Regions from separate parts of the Mus musculus genome. Here regions 2, 3 and 4 are each linked to region 1. A link is a contact called in public Hi-C and HiChIP or PLAC-seq data. All regions are on one chromosome and are shown on one strand. The core of a region is the stretch at or near the end of the contact, and the rest is flanking DNA. Distances in the headings are between cores, read along the strand shown.

Region 1 (3,272 bases), core at 556-3,055:
AGACTTGTTTTTCTCTGCTTCCTTCTCTGCTTCCTCCTCTCAGCTAAGCACAGCTTCCTCTGTCATGGTCTGCAGACCTGCCACTGCTGATGAGCCTTTTTTGTGCCATCTGAGTGGGCTGGCTCTCCTCTCATTACCTCTTCAGTTCTATCCAATCTTAGTAGCAAGCAATTTTTTGTTGTTGCTAACTCATTTAGTAGTTTAGCTGTTGGCTTAACTCTGCAAACCCAAGGTAGAAATGGAATGTTTTTATTTTGCTTTCCATCATTAAATGGTCCTTTTGTTCTCCATGGCATTGCCAGCATCAACGGTATCTGACTTGGTAAATGGTACAGTTGGTCGTTCTGTGGCAAGGTCTTGCTATGTATACGTAATTCAGGCTATTCTTGAACTGGAGATCTCCCAGGCTCAGCTTCTGGAGGGCTGGGATTACAGGTGCCCTGACCTATTGTGTTGGTGTATATTCTGTGACAGGATGCTTTCAACTTAGACTACTTTGGTCTTTATCTATTATATGTACTTAAAATTTCATTGACACCCCAGAACTTACCTCTTATTCAGGTGTCTACTTTGTGATCAAACCCATTACTAGCCTTTAGTAAGAATAATAGAAACTATATCTATATAATGATAAATTCACCCCGTAAATAATCAAATAGCTGGTGTTTACAAACTATCAAATTATTAGGCAAGAAGCCACCAGGATCTGAGGGGGAAAAATGCTGGCAGAGAATGCAGAGAAAAGTTCTGAGTGCTGTCAGTAATTTCAGATTTGGGCTATGTGAAGGTCCAATTGTTAAGCCATCAGAAATGTTTTAACAGTGTGAAAAAGAAAGGTTAGTGGATTGGGGGGTGGGGAGGGGGTTCAAGAATAAAGCAGGATTAAGACCAAAGCAGATGAACTAATAAGCAAGTATGTGAGAAGGAAGAGGAACCAGCATCTTGGGAAGAGAACCGAGAAGAAACCTAGATCAGGACACTGAAACGGGAAAAGGGGCAAAGGGGACTGGCCATGGTAACGCCAATGAGGTGGGAACAGAAGGCAAAAAGCTAAACAAACGCTGGAAGACAGAAACAGAGGGGAAAGTCTTCACCCCTGAGCCAAAGACTTCAGTAGAAATGGGTTGGTGGTCAGAATCAGGATAGAAGTAGACACCCAGAATATTTCCATGTGTCTGTGTCTGAAGGACGGTCATACAGTTCTGGCTGAAAAGTATGGTAAAGTTTATCAGGCCTGGTGGGACAGGTGGTCAGTGTTGTTGGGAGTGGGAGTTCAAGGTCTAGGGGTCTCTAGAGAAGGCTGGAGGGTCGAGGGCGAGGGTGTGCGGGGATGCTCGTCCTGCGGATCTGGGCACCCGTCTGTGGGCGGCGAGGAGGGCTTCAGCGGCGCGTAGGGTCACTTTCCTCGGACCGCAGGACACTTCAGGAGAACCAAGCAGGGTTCCGGGGGCGGCGGGAAGAGTCACCTGCGATGGGACACGAGTGTCGTCAGGGCACCGAGGCCCGGGCGCCCGGGGACCTCAGCGACACCGGCAGCGAGCCGCTCGGCGCCTGCCCCTCCCGTCCCAGAGGGAACCTGTTGCCGGGGGAAGGGGTGGGCGGGAGGCGCAGGCGGAGGACTCTCGTGCTCTCTCTGCGCTCCGCGGCCTCTCACCTCAGACACGTTCGGCGCACGCCCCTCCCTGGCCCCGGCCTGGGAGAAACACACACGCGTCCGCACACCCACAGCTCCGCGCCGCCCGAGCCCGGGGACGGCGGCCCGAGCGCCGCCGGGGCTGCTTCCGGGAGCGGAGGCGCGGCCCCGCGAAGAGGAGGAGCAGGCCAACATGGCGGCGCGCAGGGCTGGGCCGGCCGGCCGCGCCTGAGCGCCCCACCACCCCAGCTCGGCTCGCTGCGCCCACGCGCGCACCTAACCCTGGCCCGGCGGCCTCGGAACGCGCGGGGCGGGAGCTCAGGGGCCCTGCCGGGGACGGAGCCGGGGCCGAGGCAGCGCGGCACGGCCCGCCAGGCCCGGGAGCCGCAGCTTCGCCGCACGCCGGCCGGCGCGACTCCGAGGCCGGAGCCATGGAATCGGAGGAGGAGCAGCACATGACCACGCTGCTGTGCATGGGCTTCTCGGACCCGGCCACCATCCGCAAGGCCCTGCGCCTGGCCAAGAACGACATCAACGAGGCCGTGGCGCTGCTCACCAACGAGCGGCCCGGCCTCGACTACGGTGGCTACGAGCCCATGGATAGCGGCGGCCCCAGTCCGGGGCCGGGCGGCGGCCCACGGGGCGACAGCGGCAGCGACGGCAGCGGGCCTTCCCGCGGCGGGAGCACCGGAGGTGGTGGCGGCTTCGATCCCCCGCCCGCCTACCACGAGGTGGTGGACGCGGAGGTGAGTGGGGTTGCCCTGACCTCACGGGAGAGGCCGCCGCGCTGGAGTCCCGAGGACAGGGAGCGTTGCCAGCCCGGCTCGCAGCGGGACTTTTGGGCGGGGGCTGTAATGAAACTCGGGGCACCGAGATAATAGAACACCAGTTCTGGTCCGAGATCGGGGTCACTAGACTGGGGTCCTATGGAGAGAAGGGCCTTGGGGGAGGAATATTCCCGCGTGGAGTTAGGTATACAGTTCTGGGCCGTGGCGGGGTCTCCATAGGCTACCTGCTGAGTCTATGCGGTGGGCAGGAATCCCGGGAGGGATGGGGAGGAGGGCCCACATTTCCAAATCCGCGTGGCTTGGGAAATGGGAAGGACATGAATATCAGGTGTCAAAACTGAGGTCCCAGTGGACCAGAGTATTTGTGACACTAGATTTCAGTGAAGGATTGGGATAAGTACCAGTTCAGAGTCAGAAATAGTGCTCGCTATAGGCCTGCCAGAGTGAAGGCCTTTGCCGGGTCAGACAGGAGGACCAGTGGGGTTAGAAGAAGGGTTTAGGTTTTTAAGCCAACCGTTGGAAGAGGACAGGGTCTAAAATGAGGAAGGGCCTAGACAGGACCAGGAATGATAGGAATGAGTATAAGGCAGAGGAGCAGGTTTGGCTGTTTTAATGTCTGGGTTGTAAGGATGGGCTTGACTAAGGTCAGGTATTAGGACAAGTAGTGGAATGGGACTGAGATAAGGAATGAGTGAGAAGCCTGGGCAAGGAGTAGGAGCAAAGGAAGGGCCAGACGGCGATGAGATCAGGAATGGGAGGTCGAAGCTGGCGGCGATGAGATCAGGAATGGGAGGTCGAAGCTGGGACACGGCCTGGATGAGGGGAGTAGGGTCACTGAAGAGAAATTAGCC
Region 2 (3,272 bases), core at 498-2,997, 960 kb before region 1:
CAAACATACACACTTATACACACATACACACATTTATACACACATACACACACACACACACACACACACACACACACACTTCTTTTTTAACGTTATCAGCTGTGTACAAGATGCAAGTGAGAGTCAAGGAATGCAAATGTGTTTCCACTCATGTCTACCATGTGCCTGGCGCTAGATATGTTGTCTGCTCTACTCTTCATAGTAACTCTGTAAGACAGCAGGTCTATTTTTCCACAAAGGGATGCTCAGACAGGTAAGATGTCTTGACTCTTACACAATGGTTAGGCATCAAGGCCAAGATTAAAACCTTAGCCTGTCTGGCCTCCAAATTCAGGCTGGCTTTCTTTTCTTTTCTTTTCTTTTCTTTTCTTTTCTTTTCTTTTCTTTTCTTTTCTTTTCGTTTCTTCTCGCCTCTTCTCATTGCTTCTCTTCTCTTCTCTTCTCTTCTCTTCTCTTCTCTTCTCTTCTCTTCTCTTCTCTTCTCTTCTCTTCTCTTCTCCCCTCCCCTCCCCTCCCCTCCCCTCCCCCCCCCCCTCCCCTCCCCTCCCCTCCCCTCTCCTCCCCTCCTCCCCATGTCTTGCCCTCTCCCCGAGTCTGTCTTCTCAGGCTGTCCAGGAATGTGCCACCACGGCCAGGCAGGTTTGTTTGTTTGTTAGTTTTTCTATTATTTTCTTTTCTGCTACTTTCTGCCTGGGAATTTGTGTTGTGTGTATTAGTAGGAGCCATTGTTTTCTCTAAGCGCCTCTCTTTAGGAAGGCTCCATTTCTTTGTCCTATGTAATGCTATAGAACATCCTGCAGGTTCAAAACAAAAATATTTAACTCTTCGACTATATGGGACTGCTCACATTCTGCACTAAAGGACAACATGGTGGTGGTGATGGGAACAATGTTGGGAGATGCTCTCCCAGAAATGGATGCTGGCTGTTGGTTCTGTTTTGAGATGTGGGGTCAGGTATCAGGAACAGGTTGTGTGGCTCTATTTGTCTTTAAGATGAGTAGGTTAAGCTTTGGAGAGGAAGACAGAAGATTAAACAGGGGCGGGGGGGGGGGAACCTTCCTTCCAGCTCAATCAGCTGAAGGTTGTAGGGACTTCAGTCAACTGTGAGCACTAACTGCTACTTAGCAGCTTCACAGAGATCCAGGAGTCTGTGTATGGAAGACACCCTTATATCCTGTCCAGCTTACTGCATTCTCGAATTATAGTTGGCAAAAGATAAGTAAATGAAAGTAAGCTACTCAACCCATGGTTTATGTACCACTCTGTGTTCTTTTGAGCAGTAGAATGAATATTCCCAGGTTTTCAAGTTAATGAGGCACAGGTCTGATTTTTAATCAAGCCTCTTACCTGTGTTTGTGGCTTGCTTATGTGGGTCAGCCATTTAGTCCTTCTGGCCTCAGGTTCTCCGTCTGTGAGAAAAGTGTAACAATACCTGAATTGTAAGGTCAGCAGCAGCAACAGCAGCAGCAGGCACTCCTCCATTATTAGTATTTTTTCTTCCTATGTCTCAAAGTGGGAATTCTTTATCTGTTATTTGTTAGGTAGAGAGATGAGCATGAGAGATGACCTAAATTCTCTGAGACAATATGAATCCACCCAGCCTGTCGGTGGCGACTGCCAGCCTCTGTTCAAAGCTTCAGCCAGTGCCCATTATGTCATTATGGAGCCTGCAGAAGTGATTACCAATGTTACTTTTCCAGTTCACTGCAGAGCAGAGGGGGAGAGGTTTTTCACACTGCTGGCGTTTTGTTGGAGCACGGTGATATGGATCCCAGATGGCTCCCTCGGCAGATGTGGCCCTGCAGAAGTGTACTGCTGCTTTACAAGGGATTTAATGAAAACCTGGCGCCCCTCCAGGCTTGAGTCAATCCTCTGGTGTTCTCAGCTAATACACACAGACTGGTCTGCCAGTTCCCACCTATAGATGGCGCGGGGGAGGCTGGGGTGAAAAGCTTTTACTTGAGTAACAAGGCTAAGCCTCTGTGACCCAGTCTACAGGTTGGGGTAGGAGAGCTGGAACAGGGGCGTGGAGGGACATTGGTAGGAGGGTAGCTCATACTGAAGACTGTCCAGTTAGCTGAGGGTAGCCCGTACTGGAAAATTTCCAGTTAGCTATTGTTTAGGCAGGATGATCTGGGGGACGAGGACAAAGATGGCTTTCCCAGTTGTTTGGGACTCATGGTGTTTTTCTTCCTTGCCATGGGTTAGACTAAAAAGCAGTGGGAAAAACGGTGGCTTCAGTTAGTTCCTGCTTTTAATTGGAATTGGATCTGTGTCTAGTCACCCTGTTTGAAGTGCTCCGACTCCTCAAGTGTCAGCTTGCTCACTCCCATGTCTTTTATTTTGGCTTCACTATCATATTTTGGAAACGATGCCTCAATCTCCTGGCTGCAAGCTCCCACCCCCCAGTTCTTAGCCTTATGGCACAAGGCTTATGCTGCCGGAGCCAGACATGAGTTGTGAAATGTAACCACAATTTACTTGTCTACTTGCTTCCTGTTTTGGTCAGTTTGTGGGATGCAAGACCTTTGGAAGTAAGAGCTCCTTGCATCTCCTTGACTGCTAAAGCCCAGTGCCCAGGGTGGCCTGGTCCAAAGTAAAGCTTCAACAAGCATTACTGGATAAGGGATGCATTCAAGGACAAGAATAAGACAGGTCTATGTTTATACCGCAGTGCCATCATCCACAAGCTGGACTCCTTTCCCAGATCTCTCTTAGGTTCACCACGTGTACACAAGGGCTCAGCTGCTAGAGAGAAAGGTTGTTCATAGACAGCAGCACCAAGGAGAGCCCAAGACACACAAGCTATGAAGCAGTCTCTAAAAATTAAGCCCCGATACGTGTATCTAGTATTTCTGTTCAGCTAACGCCCATTGAAGATCTAGGATCCGCTCTGCCCCTTACCAAGACCTGGCAGTACATTAGGTGGGTCCTCACACAACCCTGGGAGCTGTTTTGTTTTGTTTAAGTTTCTTTCCCATTTTAGAACAAAGGAAGTAAGGCTTTGGGAAGATGCAGCAGCCGAGCAAGCCTCAACAGCTCCTCAGAGGGACAGACAGCATTAACCACATTTCTATTTTCAAAGCCATAATTTTCCCCATAATCCCAGGCTGCTTCCTATTAACACTTACCCTGGATAAATAAACATAAGGAAGCCACGTTCTCTGTCCTCTGGGGGCTCTGGTTAAGGTGATAAGACATATGTAAGAGTAGAATGAAACACTAGGAAAAACCAAAGTGGATATATATATATATATATATATATATATATA
Region 3 (3,272 bases), core at 254-2,753, 750 kb after region 1:
TATCTCACAAGGGTTTATTGGGATTTTATAAGACCTCTCTGTACATTGAGAAAGTGTAGGATAGAAAATACATTTTCAGACTGGTTCAATGAATGCAATCTTAACTTCTGATCTTTTTTCCTAAAGCACGGTTTCTCTGTGTAGCCCTGGCTATCCTGGAACTCACTCAGTAGACCAGGCTGACTTGAACTCACAGAGATCTTCCTGCTTCTGCCTCCTGAGGGCTGGGATTAAAGGCATGCACCACCATCTCCAGGTGCAATCCTAACTTCTGAAACACATCCATCCACTAGGCATTCGTTGTCAGGGTAATGCAAAGGGGTCGTGTCTGTGAGATCCTTCACAGCACCTCCTGAGTTCACAGAAAATGGTTAATGGCCAAAAATATCAGCTTGCAGGCATAGAAGTGGGCCTTTTAGGAGGCTGGCCTATGGCTATCGATTTTTCCAAACTTATGACTGATTCTCTTAATTTGGCTCCAAACCTTGTTGGGTCTCTGTATTTCCTAGTTATCCTTTGGAATCTCTGCTCCCACAGACTTCAGTTGTTTTTGGTTTTAGGATCTTCCCTATCCTCATCCTGATCCTGAGAGGGTTCAACTCTGGAAAACAGTTCCTGACACTCCTCTTAAGAAACAGAATGACTTTGAGACATTGATGTATCTCCCCCGCCTCCCCACAGGGTTTCTCTGTGTAGCCCTGACTGTCTTCGAACTCATTCACTCTGTAGATTAGGCTGGCCTCCAACTCAGGAAAAGGCTCAAGACATTCTGACCTGTTATTAAGTGGGTAGACTTTTGGGTGCAAATCCTTTCTTTGAAAACATATCCCAGGCCTATTTTAACAAAAGACACCCCCAGAAAAGGAGCGTTGTAGACCTGCTTTATTATCACCTCTCCACGCATGGAGACAAATCCCCTCCTCTCTGCACACATTCTCCATTGCTCCCTTTCACAAACACCTTGATCTGACAACTCTTGGAAGCCGGGTGTTACTCTATTCTACTTCCAGAGGAAGAAACTTCCCCAGGCTCGGGGTCACTGCTGAGCCTGGGACAGCGTCTCCTCCCGTTTGTCCTGAGACCTCACCCTCCAGGAGTCGGCAACGCTGGTGGAAGATGTAGCAGGGTTCTTCCTTGTACAGAGTCTGTTCGTGGATCGGGGCGGCACGGTGGAAGCGTGGGTCATTCCAGCCGCGCTCCCACGGCGGGAAGATCGGCCTCGCCAGCCACGGGACGAAGTGCTTCTTGCCCTCGTAGGTAATGGGCTCCAGACCGGGGATCTCGTACACCCTGTCCAGGGGGCGAGGCTCGGGCTTCCGCGTGGAGCGCACGCCCCACTCATACGCCCCACGTTTCGGAGTCCCGTAACCTCCGAGGCCGAGCCTTCCAGAGCCAGCGAGTGCCCGCAGAGCGGGCCCGGACGCCAAGGCCATACCGACTCCGTTTCTACAAAACCTCTACCTGGACGCCGCCATCTTTGCCCGTGCAGGGACTGCTGGGAGCCAAAGGGGCGGAGCGCAATGACGGGTTTTTGCGAATGACAGACACTTCACCCAATCACAATTAGAATATGCTTGCTTTGTCCCCGCCCCTCAGGCAGTTCCCATCCTTATTGGTGGAACCTGGAAGGTGCTCTTTGCTTGGGGTTTCTGAAGTGCCACACGTGAAGAAACTTGCTGGTAGGTAGGTGAGCGCGGTGGTGGAGCTCGCGGCCGGCGCGGAGGAGCGTAGGGACCTCAGATCTGTACTTTGCACGCCTTTGACCCTTAGGCATTTAGAACGTGAGAGGGCCCGGTCTCCTCGCTGTAAAATTAGGAGTTAAAATGCCTTAGCGGGTCCGACGCCTCATGAGTTCTGGAACTGCCATCCTTTCCGCCCTTCTCAGCGTTGCCCACACTTTCCTGGCTGCGGCTTCCCAGAGCCTGCGAGTGGCCCGGGTACCTCTTTCTATGCCAGCTTGGCGGCCGACTGCTGGCACTGCGGCTCGCCCGGCGCCGAACGCGAGTTACTTTTGCTCTGCTGCTGCTAAGTTTTCCGATTCCCGGAGGCGGGTCCAGTGCACTGGCTTCTGGCAGGCTCGCTGCGGGGGTCAGAGTGAGGACTGTGCTAAGTAAGCATCGGGTGGGCATAGGTTGAGGGACCACCGAGTGAGTACATGAGTGCACGACGTGAACGGTGGCAACACACACATGCTTCCTGTCCCTTAGGTCTTTTCTCTTGTTTGACCACTGTCAGAGTTGCATTGTTTAGTGACCGGCCCGTGAACTCTCCCTGGCTTCTAGAGCAGTTGCGTGACACACACTTTAGGTTAACAAATGAATACATAGTAGAACAAATAAGGTGCTTGGTAATGACAAGGGGAACACTTGAGAAGGTCTCTGAGAGGAGATGACCTTTCAGCCAAGGCCTGAAGAGTAGGGATAAGCATCCAGGGCGAGGCTGCAACAGGGATTGTGCCTCCCAGATGGGAAGGAACTTCATCTTTAAAATTGTGCATGAAGTGGCCACCTTGTCTACCAGTTTCCAAAACGACTGAGACAATAGGACTATTTAACCCCCATGAATGCAAAAGAGGCAGAGGACAATATGACTAACACTCAGACTACCCAGCAGTTTACAGTTAAAGCATTTTCATTTGTCTTAGTACATCTCCTTCCCAAATGCTAAGAGTAATTGCCATAAAGAGAGGCACCATTCACTCAGTTATCTGATGCACAGTACAGATGGAGTGACTGGATGAGTATAACACCGTGCTAGGTCTTAACAAGGACAGGGACCGTGTCCTGTGCCTTCTGCCTTACAACACCAAATCCTGTACCCAGCTCCCGGACTATAGAGGGAACGAACACTCACCAGGCCATGGGAGCTTCCTGTATGCCAGGTGTTTGGCAGAATACAGAAAGAGTGAGACACCAACTTCATTCTCACTGGTGGCCCAGCCTCAGAAACACACCAAAGTCAAAGAGCTCCTGCACAGTAGGAGAGGCCTTCTGAATCCAAATTCCCCGCCTCTGCTTAGATTTACACACACACAAAACCCCAATAGTTATAAGCAGTAAGCATGCCCCCAAATGACAGCAGATCCTCTGGTTAAGCCATCCCTGTCCCTATAGCCTGGTGGGCCTTGGGGAGAGTGTGAGAGAGAGAACAGAGTACAACCCCCACATCTTCTTTCTCCCAGGCGGACAGCAAAGAGAGGCCTGGCTTATTCACTTGTGTCCTCCCCCCTCCCACCCCCTATTGCCCAAGCCCCACTGACAATGGCTGAGACG
Region 4 (3,272 bases), core at 195-2,694, 600 kb after region 1:
TTATTCCAAAAATGCACCCGGAGTCTCCTTCCTGAACCAGTGCAGATCCGTTTGCCGTGGGGCATTTCTTTTAAAAACCCCTTTTCTCTCTTCGGCAGGGCAAAAAAAGCAAACTTTAATGGTAGGGAATTATTGTTTATTTTGTTGAAATCTAGTTCTGAGTTTTCCTACTTAAAACGTGTTTTCCCCAGGACACTGACCTATCCTTTAATTGTTTGGTGTGAGGCATGTTAGGGGGAGGGGCGTTACTTGTTTATTGGAACAGCGCAGTTAAAAAAAAAAAAAATCAACCTAGGCTAACAGTTTCAAGGCTCCCCTAAAGATGTATCCAAACAGGCAGCCAATCAGCGCTTACACAGCTTTTCTGCTTGACTCTTTTAAAGAGACAGTGCCGACAATGTTTTATCACATTTAAAGAGAACCGCGCTCTAAAAACAGTATGAAAATGGGGAGCCATCCCTTATCTCACCAGTTTTTGATTTGGAGACTCCAATGAGAATACACTGCAGGTTTTTGGGTTCCTCGAGTGGACAGAAAGGAGTCGTGAGCAAAAAGCTTGGTCACTCTGCCAACCCCCCATTTCCCATTGTACACCTGGGTCATTGACAATGGAAGCTTCCCCTCCCCCCACGCCCGACTCTGGTCCCCTACTCTCCAATTTAGCTCCATTTATTTGAAGTTTGAGATTTCTGCGGCGCGCATTCCGAGTCGCGAGGCGTCCAGGTGACGTCCCTCATCCAAACGGAACCCTTTCCCGTGGAAAGGCGAGAGGCTAACTTGCCAGGGCTAGCAAACCTCAGAAATTTGAGAGAAATCAACTCTCTTTCCCTCTAGTCCAAGACCTCTTTTCCCTCCTACAGCTTGCCTGGAGCACGCCAAGGGCCATTTTCGCGCGGCTCCACTTTGGGGTTTCCCAAAGTATTTTAACGATCTAGTAAAGAAGCAGCCGCGCGCTTTGGCGCCAGCTTCGGCCGCCCAGCTCCGCGTGCAGCCCTGGCCGGGGCTCGGGAGGCAGGGCTGGGCACAGGCAGCCCGGGGTGGGGCGGAGAGGGGAGCAGGGCCGGCCGGGGTCCTGGCCCGCTGAGGGTACGCTCAGCACGGGGAGGCGGGGGCGCTGGGGGCTAGGCCGACGCGGAAAGGGGCGCGCCGGGCCAGCCGGGGTCCGCGCCTGCTGTCGCAGCGCCCAGTCCCCGCCGCGCCGGCCGGGTGCTCCAGTCCACGCCCGAGCCCCTCGAGTCACCGCCCCACCCCAACGCCAAGGCTCGCCCCCCGCTCCCCCGGCCGGGGCACGAGCGGGCAGCGGCTCGCGGAGGAGGCGCAGCGGGACTGGCGCGGCCGTGCTGACAGGCGTCCCTCTCGGCCTCCAGGCCCGCCCCCGCGCGCCGATTGGCCGCCGCGGCCGTCCGTCGCGGGGCGTGGACGCCCGCCGCGCTCCTGCCGGGGCAGCCACGTTCGGTTGAGCTCCAAGTAGACCAGCGGCGGCGGCGGCGGCAGCGGCAGCGGTGCTGAAGGCGCAGAGGGCGGCGCAGGCGGAGCCGGGCGGCGGGCGCGCGGGCCGCGAGCAAGCGAGCTGCAGGCTTCGGGCGGGCGGCGGCGCAGCTCAGGCCGAGCCGGCGCGGGAGGAGTTCCAGGGCGATGGGGCCGCGGCCGGGGCTGACGCTTTGACAGCTGGAAAGAGCGCGGAGCCTGCGCCTGGGAGGGAGGGAGCGCGGCGAGCGGAGTGCGAGCGAGCGGGCGAGCGCCGGGAGGGGGCCGGGAGCAGGGCAGCTCGGGAGACCGGACGGTAGCGGCGGCGGCGGCGGCGGGCTCGGCGCCCTCTTCTCTGCAAGCCATGTTTGCCAAAGGCAAAGGCTCGGCGGTGCCCTCGGACGGGCAGGCTCGGGAAAAGTAAGCCTCTCGCGAGTGGGGCCGCGCCGCGGGTGGCGGGAGGCAGGTGGGCGCGGGGGTCGCGCCGCCTGGTGCCCCTGGGGCCCGGGTCTCTGCCCCGCGGCGGCGGCGGTGGCGTGGAGAGCCCATTGTTGGGCGCCGGCGGAGGCTGGGGCACCCTGAAGGGGCGGCAGGGCAGCGGTGGGCGAGGGTAGTTGGTAGGCGCGGGGCAGAGCGGGCGCGGGGGTCCGCGACGAGGGTGGGCGAGGTCCCACTCGGAGCCGGTGCGCTCGGCCCGCTGGGCGCGGGGCCCTTACTTTGCCCACCGAGTGCGGGCAGGGGGCGCGTGGCTTTCTGCAGCCCCGAAGGCTCCTTTTGTCCGCCCGCGGCGTGAGGAGTGCGTGCCGGGGGCTTTGTTCGCCCGGGAGCGCTCTCCCTACCCAGCCAGCGGCCTCCCCGTCAGCCCGGTGCGCTCCGGGGCGTCCGGGCTGGGCTGGGCTGGGCTGGCGGCGCCGGCCCGGCCCCAGGCTTGGGGGACAGTTGTTTGAGGGGGAGATGCTGAGGGCGGCGCTTTGCTGCCCTCTCCAGAGCGCGCCAAGTACCCGGACTGGGACCGAGTCCGTTCGGACCCCAAAGCTGGGCTAAAGCAGGGAGCTGAAGTGGGCTGGGAAAAGGAGGGTGGCTCAGGCAGGGCTCTTGTAAGGGGCTTGCGAGTTTGCGAGACCTAGGTGGGTTTAGTCCCAGTGCCACTTGGAAGTTCAAGTTTGGGGACCGGTCTCCGGCTCCCGCGGCTTGGTGCAGCTTGTCTGTGGTACCCACCCACTAGCTGTTCTGTCTGGGGTGATAGGTACTCACCTCTTGTCGTGGCCACAATGGGATGGCACAGACCGGGCTCACAGTCACTGGCAGGGTCCAGAGCGAGCCTTAATGTGATCTGACCTCTCTCTCTCTCTCTCTCTCTCTCTCTCTCTCTCTCTCTCTCTCTCTCTCCTCTCACTCCTCACTTTCCAGGTTAGCTTTATACGTCTACGAATATTTACTGCACGTAGGAGCACAGAAATCTGCACAGACCTTCTTATCAGAGGTGAGTGGGACTCCTTCTCTTTCCCTAGCATCCAGTTTCTTGACACCCCCTCCTCCCCACTATTCTTAGAGCCTTTGTTTTCAGGAGCAGCCACTGTGGCCACCATTTTGAATTTTTATCACCTTTTGGCATTTATTGTTAGTTGGTCTTCACAGCCTTTTGGCTGGGGAAGGCCCTGCGTCCCCCTCCTTTCTGCCCCTCTAAGCTGCCTCCGCTCCCTCTTTTCTAGATTCGATGGGAAAAAAACATCACACTGGGTGAACCGCCTGGGTTCCTGCACTCGTGGTGGTGGTAAGTTTGTGTGATAGTTTTGTGTGTGTGT

Evidence for each region. Hi-C and Micro-C count contacts between places; a contact is called where the count stands out from the background. HiChIP or PLAC-seq counts read pairs in DNA pulled down with a chosen protein or histone mark.
Region 2: a contact with region 1 is called in an H3K4me3 HiChIP or PLAC-seq map of embryonic limb bud, with 7 times the contacts expected there. The contact joins the enhancer-like site here to the promoter of Usp24 in region 1. A contact is called at or near these places in 5 of 115 datasets of contacts at active chromatin or transcription factors (astrocytes, embryonic forebrain, embryonic limb bud and 2 more).
Region 3: a contact with region 1 is called in a Hi-C map of CD8 T cells, with 3 times the contacts expected there. The contact joins the promoter of Mrpl37 here to the promoter of Usp24 in region 1. A contact is called at or near these places in 1 of 39 promoter capture datasets (liver) and 1 of 484 Hi-C or Micro-C datasets (CD8 T cells).
Region 4: a FOXA1 HiChIP or PLAC-seq map of pancreatic cancer cells shows a contact between it and region 1. The contact joins the promoter of Ssbp3 here to the promoter of Usp24 in region 1. A contact is called at or near these places in 1 of 39 promoter capture datasets (neutrophils) and 2 of 115 datasets of contacts at active chromatin or transcription factors (double positive thymocytes and pancreatic cancer cells).

What each region holds. Positions count from the first base shown.
Region 1 is chr4:106,314,408-106,317,679 of GRCm38.p6, forward strand. Usp24 (ubiquitin specific peptidase 24) reads left to right here and starts at 1,806. Exons shown (of 68, transcript NM_183225.2): 1 at 1,806-2,379. The coding sequence starts at 2,065.
Region 2 is chr4:105,350,699-105,353,970 of GRCm38.p6, forward strand. No RefSeq gene overlaps it. Among named protein-coding and RNA genes, the nearest start is that of Gm40217, 33 kb to the left of the region's middle. Within about 2 kb of position 1,748, at least 18 of the 459 cell types and tissues checked have an H3K27ac peak or open chromatin away from gene starts, as enhancers often do. A contact at or near this core is called in embryonic limb bud, where this site is marked.
Region 3 is chr4:107,065,363-107,068,634 of GRCm38.p6, forward strand. Mrpl37 (mitochondrial ribosomal protein L37) reads right to left here and starts at 1,504. Exons shown (of 7, transcript NM_025500.2): 1 at 1,088-1,504. The coding sequence starts at 1,433. Cyb5rl (cytochrome b5 reductase-like) reads left to right here and starts at 1,632. Exons shown (of 7, transcript NM_001346552.2): 1 at 1,632-1,683; 2 at 3,250-3,272. The coding sequence starts at 3,261.
Region 4 is chr4:106,910,026-106,913,297 of GRCm38.p6, forward strand. It overlaps Ssbp3 (single-stranded DNA binding protein 3), which reads left to right and starts at 1,445. Exons shown (of 18, transcript NM_023672.2): 1 at 1,445-1,887; 2 at 2,878-2,950; 3 at 3,180-3,241. The coding sequence starts at 1,832.